Linked DNA regions of Bombyx mori: region 2 is linked to region 1. A link is a contact called in public Hi-C data. All regions are on one chromosome and are shown on one strand. The core of a region is the stretch at or near the end of the contact, and the rest is flanking DNA. Distances in the headings are between cores, read along the strand shown. Region 1 overlaps LOC101745976 (trithorax group protein osa). Region 2 overlaps LOC101744116 (FHIP family protein GF15501).

Evidence for each region. A called contact is a pair of places that touch in the nucleus more often than the background predicts.
Region 2: a contact with region 1 is called in a Hi-C map of posterior silk gland, with 3 times the contacts expected there. The contact joins two enhancer-like sites. A contact is called at or near these places in 2 of 7 Hi-C or Micro-C datasets (middle silk gland and posterior silk gland).

What each region holds. Positions count from the first base shown.
Region 1 is chr7:9,258,950-9,265,143 of ASM3026992v2, forward strand. It overlaps LOC101745976 (trithorax group protein osa), which reads left to right. Exons shown (of 20, transcript XM_038011947.2): 6 at 3,506-3,768; 7 at 4,156-4,339; 8 at 4,982-5,133. Among protein-coding and RNA genes, the nearest start is that of LOC101737552, 19 kb to the right of the region's middle. Within about 2 kb of position 2,377, at least 8 of the 8 cell types and tissues checked have open chromatin away from gene starts, as enhancers often do.
Region 2 is chr7:9,602,223-9,608,416 of ASM3026992v2, forward strand. LOC101744116 (FHIP family protein GF15501) reads left to right here. Exons shown (of 16, transcript XM_038012092.2): 7 at 3,288-3,448; 8 at 4,155-4,291; 9 at 5,078-5,164. Among protein-coding and RNA genes, the nearest start is that of LOC101744116, 20 kb to the left of the region's middle. Within about 2 kb of position 3,364, at least 3 of the 8 cell types and tissues checked have open chromatin away from gene starts, as enhancers often do.

The sequences.
Region 1 (6,194 bases), core at 1,127-3,626:
CTTTGGTGTGTCACCCGTCGGATGGATGCCTTTTGTTTTTGTTAAAGTTTGTTTTATACAAAAGCTTAGGTCTTTTATTTATCGATTGAGGCACTACGAAGTCTGCCGGGTCAGCTAGTAATGAATATAGATTACATAATGATGTCTCCGAGTATCTTTATTGAGTAACGATTATGAGATCAATGGACTCAAATTTTCCTATTCAAGTACTTGTTATCTATATCAATTAGGCTTACCAACCTTATTGACATATTTAAGCTAATTGCTTTTTAAACAGTTTGAATTAAATATAGAGTTTAAATAGTAATGCGATTCATTTTTAGAACTTATATTTTTATTTGCCTATCCGAATTTCTAATTACATAAGCTTCAGTAAGCGCATAATGTCGAATATTAATAAAAATATGTTTTTATTTTTTTATTTTTTATTGCCTAGATGTTCGATAATTGCAGTCAAAGTAAGGTAGCCCATTTTTCTTACAGGATAATGATAAGTGTTCTAGTCATTTGTACACGAACACAGATATAATAATACTGAAAAATATCGTGTGTCTCTCTAGGATGACGGGAGACTAATAATATGTTAACAATTTTTTTTCTAAAAGGCATCGAATTAGATTAACTTTTATTATCGAACGGATACAAGAAATCTGTCTGTTATTTTTCATACTTTAAAAAAATACGATACTTTCACAGACGTATATCTGAATCACCGATTTTAGATTTTTATCGGTCCTATAATTCGAGCAAAGGCCGTCGAAGTCGATTAAAATATCGCCAAGCCTTAAGCTTATTAGCCGGTGAGAAGTAATTTGCGGAGTTCAGTCACTCGGCGTGTGGGCGTTGAGGTCTGTTTCCCAGAAACCCCAGCCAACCGACGGTATTCACGAACATCCTGTGTGATCTTTGCAATAATGTTCATGACTCTTAATTCTATTTTTTATTTTTTTTATTGCTTAGATGGGTGGACGAGCTCACAGCCCACCTGATGTTAGTTGGTTACTGGAGCCCATAGACATCTACAACGTAAATGCGCCACCCACCTTGAGATATAAGTTCTAAGATCTCAGTATAGTTACAACGGCTGCCCCACTCTTCAAACCGAAACGCATAACTGCTTCACGGCAGAAATAGTCAGAGTGGTGGTACCTACCCGTGCGGACTCACAAGATGTCTTACCACCAGTAAATATATTTTCATAAAAACATTGCGTAAATCATTATTTTGGTTAAGTGAAGAAAATACTAGTTTTGTTGTTGTTGTTTATGTTCACAATTTAACATTTCGAAAGTTGCAAAGGTGTAGATGTGAATGTAGGATTTTTTTTAACGTTTAATTGACATTAATTGTAATGAGAATGCTAAGGCCTCGGTCTCCGTAAAGGACACGCGGTCCGACGTTGGTGACGGGCGCTGCCCTTGACAGAGCCAGTTTAGACCACTGTCGATATTGGTGCACGGTTGCCTCAATACGAATAACGTTCATTCTTGTTTCATTGTTATTATGTATATACTAGCTGTACCCGTCCACTTCGCTGGGCATTTAAAATTAACATTATTATTTCTCAGCCCCACAAAGATTCTCATCATTAACGCCCCCGCAACTCGTGTAGGGAGTCCAACACTCATATAAATATTAGCCTGTCCATTAAGTACATGTATTTTCTACAAGGGTACCAAGTTTCAAGTCAATCGTATGCACGGTTCAGTAGTTATAACGGAACATCCGTAAAAACCACTGTAGATTTATATATTAGTATAGATTCTGTACTGGTGTAATGGTATTATACGTACTCGTGGCCTATTTGTTGTCTTTAAGTGTCTCAGTTTATACACATCACAATTGCGAATGTGTATGAGAGATGTAGTCGAAATATCCATTGTACAGGGACAATGTTCCTTCGCTGTAACTATCGTTCTAATGCGTCTGTGTATACAATACTTAATTATGATATAAAAAAAATATACTTTTAAAGCTCGAACCGATTACACTCAGTGTGTCTTGGCCTTTATCATCCGTGTCTAGAGAATAAGATTCGCGAAACGAGTTCGTATACTTCTTACCTACCTACCCATGCGTTATGCTCATATATTTTGTAAACGTTAAATTGATTTTATCGATGTTCAGCTCAGTTATGATTTTGATAACGTCTGACTTACATAAGGTGTTGCTAATGTGAATTGATTCGTTTAGTACTAAACGAAATAAGTAATTAAGGAAATTCCTTGTTTGTTACGTTACAAGTCCATTGACCAAACTACACACAGAAACACACGTTTATCATAATTCAATATATAATTTGAATGTGTATAATGAAATTGTTATGCACATGGTCTATCCTCTGTTCATTACACATTCATTCATTGATTACTAATCACTCTATATAAAAAGATTCTCGGAAAACGATTCTATTCATAGTTCACATTGTTTTGTTTATTGATAAACATTGAACGAGAAAGTTTATCCTTGATCTAGAAATAGAAATCTCGCCCACATCATTAATAGCATACCAACATTCTGCGTTCCGCGTGCGCTATTTTTACGAAGCATTGGTCGTACGTACGTATGTATGTGGACCGGACCGGGACGACCTCATTATTACCTCAGCGCTGCACTCATTAAAGGTCGCCGTAAACAAATAGATGTGGATATAGATAGGTGTGTGTATGGCACGAAATTGTTATCAATGAATCATCGCCGCCTCGCCGTCTGCCCAACGTCTGATTGTACAGACTAACATGTGTACCGTAGTATAGGTAGTTGTAATGTTATAATAACCCGATAGTGACCAGCTGATGAGATTAAAATAAAAAGCTTCACACGCGCTCTTTTTTTTTTTTAGTTTTATCAAAAAAATGTTAATTTCTCGCGGTCATTCGATCATGCTTTTATTGCGTGTACCCACGTAAAGTTAAACCACTTGAGCTGTAAGTAAAACTAGCGCAAATATAGCTGAATCGATTCGCACAAAAGCTGCAATACCACTTTCGTCCTCGCAAATCACCGGGGCTCGTATCTCGGCCTCGGTCAATGCGCGTTGCGTGCATGTCGTACGAACACATATACGGATGCAATAAAGTGCAGTGAGAATTCGCGAACTAGCGGTGCACGCCGCGCTCACGTGCCGACAGAAAACGAAAGTGATCGGGTGCGCGTCTCTCTCCTCCCTCGATTGATGCCCGGCCGGCGGCGGCCCGGCTTAGGCTAACTCTCGTTAACTGTATTATTCAAATCGTACCTCTACGTGTGTCGGTGCGGGGACGACCGGCGAACTCCCGCTCTCGATAACACGCCGATACCTACGTAACTACGAACCGCAAAACCCAAACATAAACAATGCTTTCGATGCGTGTACTTTGTTAATGGAGCACGTGTTTCGTATCATGTCGATTACATTGATTTAACGATCGAGCGATCATGTAATAGTTTTAGATTGAAACTTAATTTGAATTTTAATTGTTCGTGTTATAATAAGAAAGTAATATGAGAGTCGTTTAAATTTCAGGTACACAGAACGTTGCGATGCCGCCGAGAACGCCGTCGTCGATGCCCGAGGGAGGCGGACAGGCGCGGGCGCCGACGCCCGGTGCCGGGCCGCCGCCGGGCGCCATGGTGCCTCAGCCCTATCCGCACCACGCCGCGTACAAGGCGCCGCACTACCCCCCGCAACCGCCCTACGGATATCCGCCGGCCAGGAACCATCATCCTTACTCGTACGGATACCGGCCGCCGCCGCCGCATCCGCCTCAGCATTATCCACCGCTCAAGGTAACTCAAGAACTTTCTGGCTTAAACGGTCATCCGTTCTACGAGCAATGTGTCCTGTCCACTGCCACTTCACTTCACTGCGGTAGGCAGCGGCTTGGCTCTGCCCCTGGCATTGCTGAAGTCCATGAGCGACGGTAACCACTCACCATCAGGTGGGCCGTATGCTCGTCTGCCTACAAGGGCAATAAAAAAAAAAACTTCAATGTCGCAGTCCAATCAATACAGGCAGCGCAGGACCGGTCTTTGTGGCGAGGCTTGGGGGAGGCCTATGTCCAGCAGTGGACGTCTGTGGGTTGATAAGAAGAAGATAACCGGCGTTCCGGTAACGTTTTGATCTCGGGAAGGGAATGTCGCATTGATGTCCGTGTTTGTGGTTGATTTCAGCAGGCGGGAGCGCGGCACATGGGGCCGATGGGCGCGGGCGGGGAGGGCGCCATGCCGCCGCCCACCGCGCCGCTGGAGCACGACAACGGTCCCGCGCCGCCCGCCACCGCGCTCGTCACCACCGGCCCCGACGGCGCGCCCCTCGACGAGGGCAGCCAGCAGAGCACGCTCAGTAACGCTTCCGCAGGTGACCAGTCCGACGCTGATCTATTTACCGTGACGTGACCTGGTGTTAAGTGGTTACCGGAGTCTATAGACATCTACAACGTAAATGCCGTCACCCACTTTAAGACATAGGCTCTAAGGTCTCAGTATAGTTAGAACGCCAACAAAAGGGTGGGACCCTTCAAATCGAAACGCATTACTGCTTCACGGCAGAAATAGGCAGGGTGGTGGTGGTACCTACCCGTGCGGACTCATAAGAGGTATTACTACCAGTAAGAGATATTATCACAGATATTACCACCATCCTGAGATAATACGTGGAAACTACATCATAGTGTAGTATGGGAATTTTATGGGAGGGGCAGGAATTATTTTGTGGGAGAAGGTGGTTGCTACCACAGATAGATATTGATTAGTTAACACATTAATAAAGGAAGTCAGAAAAAAATCAATTTGTCCCGCTTTTAAATAGTTCATGATATTACTCGTTTAGGATTGCCTTTGCCTGCCAGTAAATACAGCCTTCTGTATTTACTGAAAAATACTGATCATCGTTTATTTCGTTTATCTTTTGAGAGTTATTGGGGTAGGACATTTTGTGGGTTCGTGTCTGTCGGCTGGTGCTCGACGTTGTGTGTGTATGCTGATGGTGTGTCTGTTGCAGCTTCCGGCGAGGAGTGCTCGTCCGGCAAGGGCCGCAAGGAGTACAGCGGCAGCGCGGCGCCCTCGCCCTCCCCGGGAGGCGCGTCCCACTCCTCGCTGCACGATGACTACGACGCGTCGCCCTCCTCCTGGCCGCGTCCGCCCTCCTCGCCCGTCAGTACCCGACCCTCACTCACTACGCATTAGACTCAGACGCGAAATGACAATACCAATATTAGAAAAAAAAAAAAGAAAAAAAAACTAAATCGACCGACCTTTAGACCGTTTTTGTGTTCGTGTCGTCTCAACTTATAGAATTCTAATTTTAAAATTTATTGAAATCTAAAAAGAAATTATTGAACAGCATGTGTGTCAAAAACTTATTACGAAAATCTAATTCGAACATTATTATTGCTAAGCCTTTCTTCTTATATACGTAAGGTTCATTTTAATTTATATAAATTATAGTTTGTCTCTAATGACCACACATCCACAAATTCTACTGAACAATACAAGAAATTAATAGATAGTACAAACGGATGGTTGACGGATGCCGTGTATAAAATTTAATTTCATGGGAATGTATATAAATGTAGATATGTTTCATTAAACAATACTTAGTAATCGGGTTTTAAAGAATTTGGTGGAAATTTATATCGCATACCTTTTCTGGAAGCCAAGTGTTGGTAAAAAAATTCGCTATTGAACGGTGACGTCACTGTGCAATGCGTTCTATTCTCCATCTAGTGTGAAATCGGAGCTAAAATAACTTTGTCTAAAGATATTTATAAAAAATATTTTCGTTTATCATTGGTATGGTTAGCTTTAAACTTGAGCTTTTTTTTAGATACCTTTCGTTGTTAATACAGTATCAGTTATTTTTCACTGTTATCAATTACTTATTCCCAAATAAATGATGTGTTATATTTTTATTAATAAACGGATATCCGACATTTTGGCTCTGAGAGTGGCGCTGTAGACGCCGCGACGAAGCAAATAAGGAACCGGTAATTTGTTTTTGACTAAGACTCAAAACGTGTCTCAATCGTAAAACAATATATAATGAAGAAACAAAACGGCGTAGGCGTTTTTCTAATATTGTCATTTCGTTAATTTGACTGTTAGAACGTTAATAGTAAATTTAAAGAATGTAAACAAGAAAAACATTCATAACTTTGAAAAACGATATCGACCTACATGATTGTATAAAGCAACCGTACAGAAAATATATCCCA
Region 2 (6,194 bases), core at 2,114-4,613, 340 kb after region 1:
GTCCCGCGCGTACGACGCTACAGACAGGATCATCGGAGCATTAAGTGCACTGTCCAAAGTAAGGTCGAACCATTTTTATATTTCTAATTTTGACCCCAGCGTTAATGATATCGATTCTTGGTGCGAAGTAGATTTTTTTTGTCGGATACCCTCTTATGAAATGTAATAAATCACCAAGTAACTAGCTCAACGACTTTATCACAACCGACCTTACGGTCTATTTTTATTGACGCGATAGAACATGCTCGAGACTGAATGCTCAGTTTCGATGGGTGGAAATAACATTCGAAGGGTTCAAAATGTTACTAGTCGGCACACTCCATCAATACGTCAATTAGACAACAGTCCGACTGTCCAGGTCGGTGATCATGCAAACGGGACGCCGTGTTGTTCCATCGCCGTGTCGATTGTACCCGCGTTTGAGAATAGATGTAAAATAGTTCCACCACGCGTTGTGACAATAAAAAGGCAACTACCACATCAGCACGGATGTTAACCGAATCCATTAGATTCGTAAATTCAGATCGAACTCATGGTTACTTTATTTCTAAGTTTTACCCTGCCGTGCAATACATAGACACATTATGTAAGGAAGTAGAATGGGCTAGATCCTTAACTGGGAAGGCACTGAGTATTTGTCACGAGTTTTGGGCTGTCTTAAGAGTGATGAGCGTACTTGGTTACATGTGTGATTGTCTAGTGACCGGACGTGGGGTAACTTCGTAAAAGACTTTAAGCCGTTGTGTCTGCGAAAGTTAGAGTATGCCAATATTCTTTATAATGCTATGCAATTAGCATCAGATTGCTTTGCCTCATACGTCGAGCGCGCCAGGAGATCGTTGCTCTGTATTAAGATGGTCAGAGGTCTGACTGACAAACTCGGAACTTTAATAATGATACGGGGCATAATGGGCCCTCTGGTTGACTCGCGAACGCTAGTCTACAGATTCACGATTTGATTTAATTTTTGGTGGAGGTCAGGTTAGGCCGAGTCCTCGTAGGGTTCAGGCACTAGTTGAGTCACCAGTGACGCGTAATGTCAAACATTCTTGGGGTTGACTGCATGCTTCCAGAGATTTACGTGGTAACATAGTTCACGTAGATGTTGTACCGTGGTAACATAGTTCACGCAGAGATTTACGTGGTAACATAGTTCACGTAGATGTTGTAACGTGGTAACATAGTTCACGCAGAGATTTACGTGGTAACATAGTTCACGTAGATGTTGTACCGTGGTAACATAGTTCACGTATATGTTATGACGTGGTAACAAAGTTCACGTAAAGGTGTGACGTGGTAACACAGTTCACGTAAAGGTGTGACGTGGTAACGCAGTTCACGTTACGAGTGTATTAGCTTGACATGTTAACTTGGCCATGTCAAACAGACTTTACTCTCACAGTATATTATACACCCGATATGGTAACAGTGCCGTGTCGTCAGTACATCTAACGTAACTCAACAAGAGCCTACTATACATGAACACACTGAAATGTGATGTAAAATGCTCACAAAAACTACTAACTTTTACTAATGGTTCATGGTACCAAAATCATGATTGTAATGCAAACAATCTATTTCTATGACGATATCATAGAACACCCCGATAGCAACGCTGTGCACACAGTGAGTCCTGCATCGTCAGAGATTGAAGACGGTCATGACATCGAGGTGAACGTGGACGTCCACCAGTCAGGAGAGGCCGTATTAGAGGCGACTCCCTCTTAAGTCAAAGTCTATGGGCGGAGCCATTGACGACGAGCACTCACGTGGACTCGTGACGTCATCTGGAGGGGCAACTCGTCATCTGGAGGGGCAACCGACCGACCAGCGGGGACATCACGCCACCTCGGATCACTTTTGCTGGAAGCGCGCGCAGCGTTCACTTGTCTTAGATTTAATATTCTGTGTCGATCGTTCCTACCCACTTTTGTATTTTTTTTATTTTTTTAAATTATTAAGCCGTTGCTAAAAATATATTAAAATTGACGCCACTATTATAAAAAATATAATAAAAATAAAAATTCGTTTTGAGGTTAATTTTCTATATAAATAAATGTCGGATTTCAAGAACTTTTCTTTTCTTAATGTTTAAGATGTTCCTAATGTATTTTTATCCAATTGTAGTTATTAGGGTATAAAAAACACACATACTTTTTTAAATATCTATATTTTTTTCATCTTCATACACAATTAGTAAATCATCTAAAAATAGCACAAGACTTCACAGGAGAGCATATACACGGTTTTAAATCCCGGTCAGGTTAAAACCACAATTCACACAATGTTTTTCAGTCGTAGTATGAAACGTTATTGATAAAAGTAAAATAAATCGAAGAAAAAACAAAACAGATCCATTTTGAACGCAAGAACAAGCAGCAAGCGAACTGTGATGTGTCAGTCGGTCAGATTAAATTCAGTGTTGTCAGTATAAAGAAAAATAATTACATGAAATTCATATATCGATTATTTTTTTAAATAACCGATACCTAATTGATTTATTTCTTAACCTTTTTTTTTACGAGTACACATTATTTTTCATTTTTTATGTTTTTGTTTTATTTGTACATATTTAAATAACAATACTAGTAAAGTTTTTTTTATTGCTTAGATGGGTGGACGAGCTCACAGCCACCCTGGTGTTAAGTGGTTACTGGAGCCCACAGACATCTACAACGTAAATGCGCCACCCACCTTGAGATATAAGTTCTAAGGTCTCAAGTATAGTTACAAGTTAAAGTCCAATGGGTATGGGTAATGGGTCTTTGATGTTATTTTATGTGCTTATAATCTATTAAAGTCGATTGATTAATGATAGTACTTAAATGTTTTATTTATATACTTAAAATGTTTACTTAATACGTAAAATGTTTTGATGCTGGCAATATTTTTCCCGCAAAAATAAAAAACCTTGTTTATTCTATAGAGTTACTTTTTTAAACTACTTATTGTAAACTGTAGTGGCGCTTATTTGGAAGAAAGTAAATGCATATTTATTTATGACAAAATTAATGCACTAAGTATTTTTTCTCTAATCTATTGTCCGCTTTGGGCCTGAAATGGGCATTCCCCTTTCAGATGCGTACTTATGATTTTGTTTGTTATAAGATGCTCTTCATTCGAATTGCAATATTGATAAGTTCATGGCATTGGATATTTTATAGCACAGACCTTACTCGTGTTTTTTTCTTTTTAATAGCCCACAGACTTCGCCTGACCATACGCCTCTCCCAAACTTCGTAAATGTCTATGACACGTTTGTCTTTATCAGTATGTTTACGTTGCAGGTTTATATTAGTGCGTCTGCTGCTGTCCTCCGTCCACCGGGAGGGCAGGACGGGCTCGGCAGCGCGCGACGCGTTACTGCTCTGCGCGAAAATGTCGGCCCGGTGTGACCAGCTCGCGGACTACATGTTGGCTGGCAACACCTGCCCCGTCCTGGCCACCGGTATGCTCGTTTCGATCGTTTATGACATCGTTACTAAACGGATTATTGACTATTTGATTTGATCGTAGTCACTTGAAATCGTCATGGCCTATTTAAAATGAAATAATAATCGTGAGGTTACAAATACATGTTCCTCTAGTCGTATATATACTTGTAACTATACTTGAGACCTTAGAACTTATATCTCATGGTGGGTGGCGCATTTACGTTGGAAATGCTTTATTTTATTTTATTGCTTACACGGGTGGACGAGCTCACAGCCCACCTGGTGTTAAGTGGTTACTGGAGCCCATAGACATCTACAACGTAAATGCGCCACCCACCTTGAGATATAAGTTCTAAGGTCTCAAGTATAGTTACAACGGCTGCCCCACCCTTCAAACCGAAACGCATTACTGCTTCACGGCAGAAATAGGCGGGGTGATGGTACCCACCTGCGCGGACTCTCAAGAGGTCCTACCACTAGTAATTACGCAAATTATAATTTTGCGGGTTTCATTTTTATTACACGATGTTATTCCTTCACCGTGGAAATCAATCGAACATTTGTTGAGTACGTATTTCATTAGAAAAATTGGTACCCGCCTGCGGGATTCGAACACCGGTGCATCGCTCAACACGAATGCACCGGACGTCTTATCCTTTAGGCCACGACGACTTCAAAATACAAATGTGTATTATCTATGGTGGTTTTGCAACGTTGCAGGTCTGAGCGGGCTGTACTCGCTGCTGCCCCGGACTCTGGACGAGGGCGTCTACCGGCTGACTTCTGATGACGTCAACCACGTGCACAAACTGACGCTCTTCATCGACTCCCTCGAGTTCTGTAACGCTGTTGCACAGGTATTGTTGTTTCTTCGTTAGAGAAAGAGAGAGAGAGATGGAGAGAGGGGGGAGGGGGGAGAGAGAATTCTTTTTTGTATACAAAATAAATAAACTATACGAATATTAAATACAAAAAAGTACAATTGGCGGTGTTGTCGCTAAGAGCGGTCTCTTTCAGACAACATGGACAAAAACCATTTGGAAACGAATTGCACGCGGTGTACCTGTCGCTTTGATATATACATATATACATACACAAATAACATATAAATATATTTGTAAATATACAAATATGAAGCTTAGTTAGCTTAATTAGTACCGATTTTGATGAAATTCCTCATGGGAATACTTGAAATAACTGTGTTGAACTGGGGGGTATGTGAAGGGGGCGGGGAGTTCACTATTTAAAATGCAAGTAAAGCTGCAGGTGGGTAGTAGATTATAATGTGCTTTCCTCATTGGCGTAACAGCTAGGCTCCGTCGTTAAAAATACCGCTTTTAGCAAACTTAGCCGGACGTACCTACCCGCACCTAGGACTTAAAAAATATAAAACTAGAAATTGGGTATAATTTTTTTAAATTGGTTTTGTATCCGTAGATGAAATTTAAGTGTAATCAGTCAAAAAGTCAAAACTGATTTGGAATAAACCGGTTTATTTATCATAGGTACCTACGAAGTAACCAAAAACAAAAGAGGAAATGTCATGCATAAAATTAATTTAAACCTTATGATATCAGTTAGTACGGTCGAATTTCGATCGTTCAACGAACACTACCTGTAAATAGAGTGTTCTAATATTTTAGGTAGCCCACGCATCGATAAAGAAGCATCTTCTGGACTTGCTGTACCAAGGATTCCTGGTGCCAGTACTGGGTCCGGCTCTACTGCAGGTATGTGTCAGCGGCTACTGGGGGCTGGCGGGACCTTGTGTTGCAATATTAATAACGATTGAGCTCTCTTTACTGATAACGCAATCGTAGTGACGTCATGAAACGCGATATCTATAAATTAATACGTGAAGCAAAAATGTTTGGATCCCTTTTTTTAAGAAAATTGCGCGGACTGAGAAGTATGAAATTTCTCACACAATAATTATGTATTAAAATACATTAAATCAATTAAAAAAACACATCACACACACTACCATGTATTTGACTCAAATTGAGAATAGATTAACATTGTTTGTCTTTAATATTATTTGTCTATAGTGTACTCTTGGCGAAATCTGTGATTATAGAAGTATAATAAGTCTTTGACAATAGAACCATAAAAATGCTCAAAGTACTACGGGACCACTAGTTCTATTAATAGAGTTGATATAGTTTTAACAGTTTGTTATCATTAGTTTTGAAATACGACACTATGTATAAGTTTTAAAATCATATATCAACTTTTCATTACATTTTTTGTAATCAAACAGCGTCTGGACAGAAATCTATAAATTTGAAAGTCACTATACCCAGCTGAATTTTCATAGGACATACATACATATAAAATTAGTAATATTTTATTTTATTCCAAGAAGACTTGTCAAGAATTTTTACAAATATGTCAAGAAACTTACGATAATTATTAGTAAAGAGATACTTAATACCTACATGTTGGAATGGCGTATGAATTACTATATCGACGCTTGAAAGGCAAACGTGACTAAGCGACAATGCGTGAACTTTACAGTAAACTAATATAAAGTTGAAAAACCTGAAAAAAATTCTATTTTATCGAATCTAGCTGTAGGATTGAAATGATTTTAATAGACCTAGAAATATATTTTTTTTGCGCATCGAATATGGTTATTGCCTATCATTCACGTTTGCCTTTCAAGCGTCGATATTATTATATTCTAAATGAATTACACCGAAGATCTTTTTGCACATTTGAAATAACTAGTTAATCATCCGTGTTCAATGATTTATATGT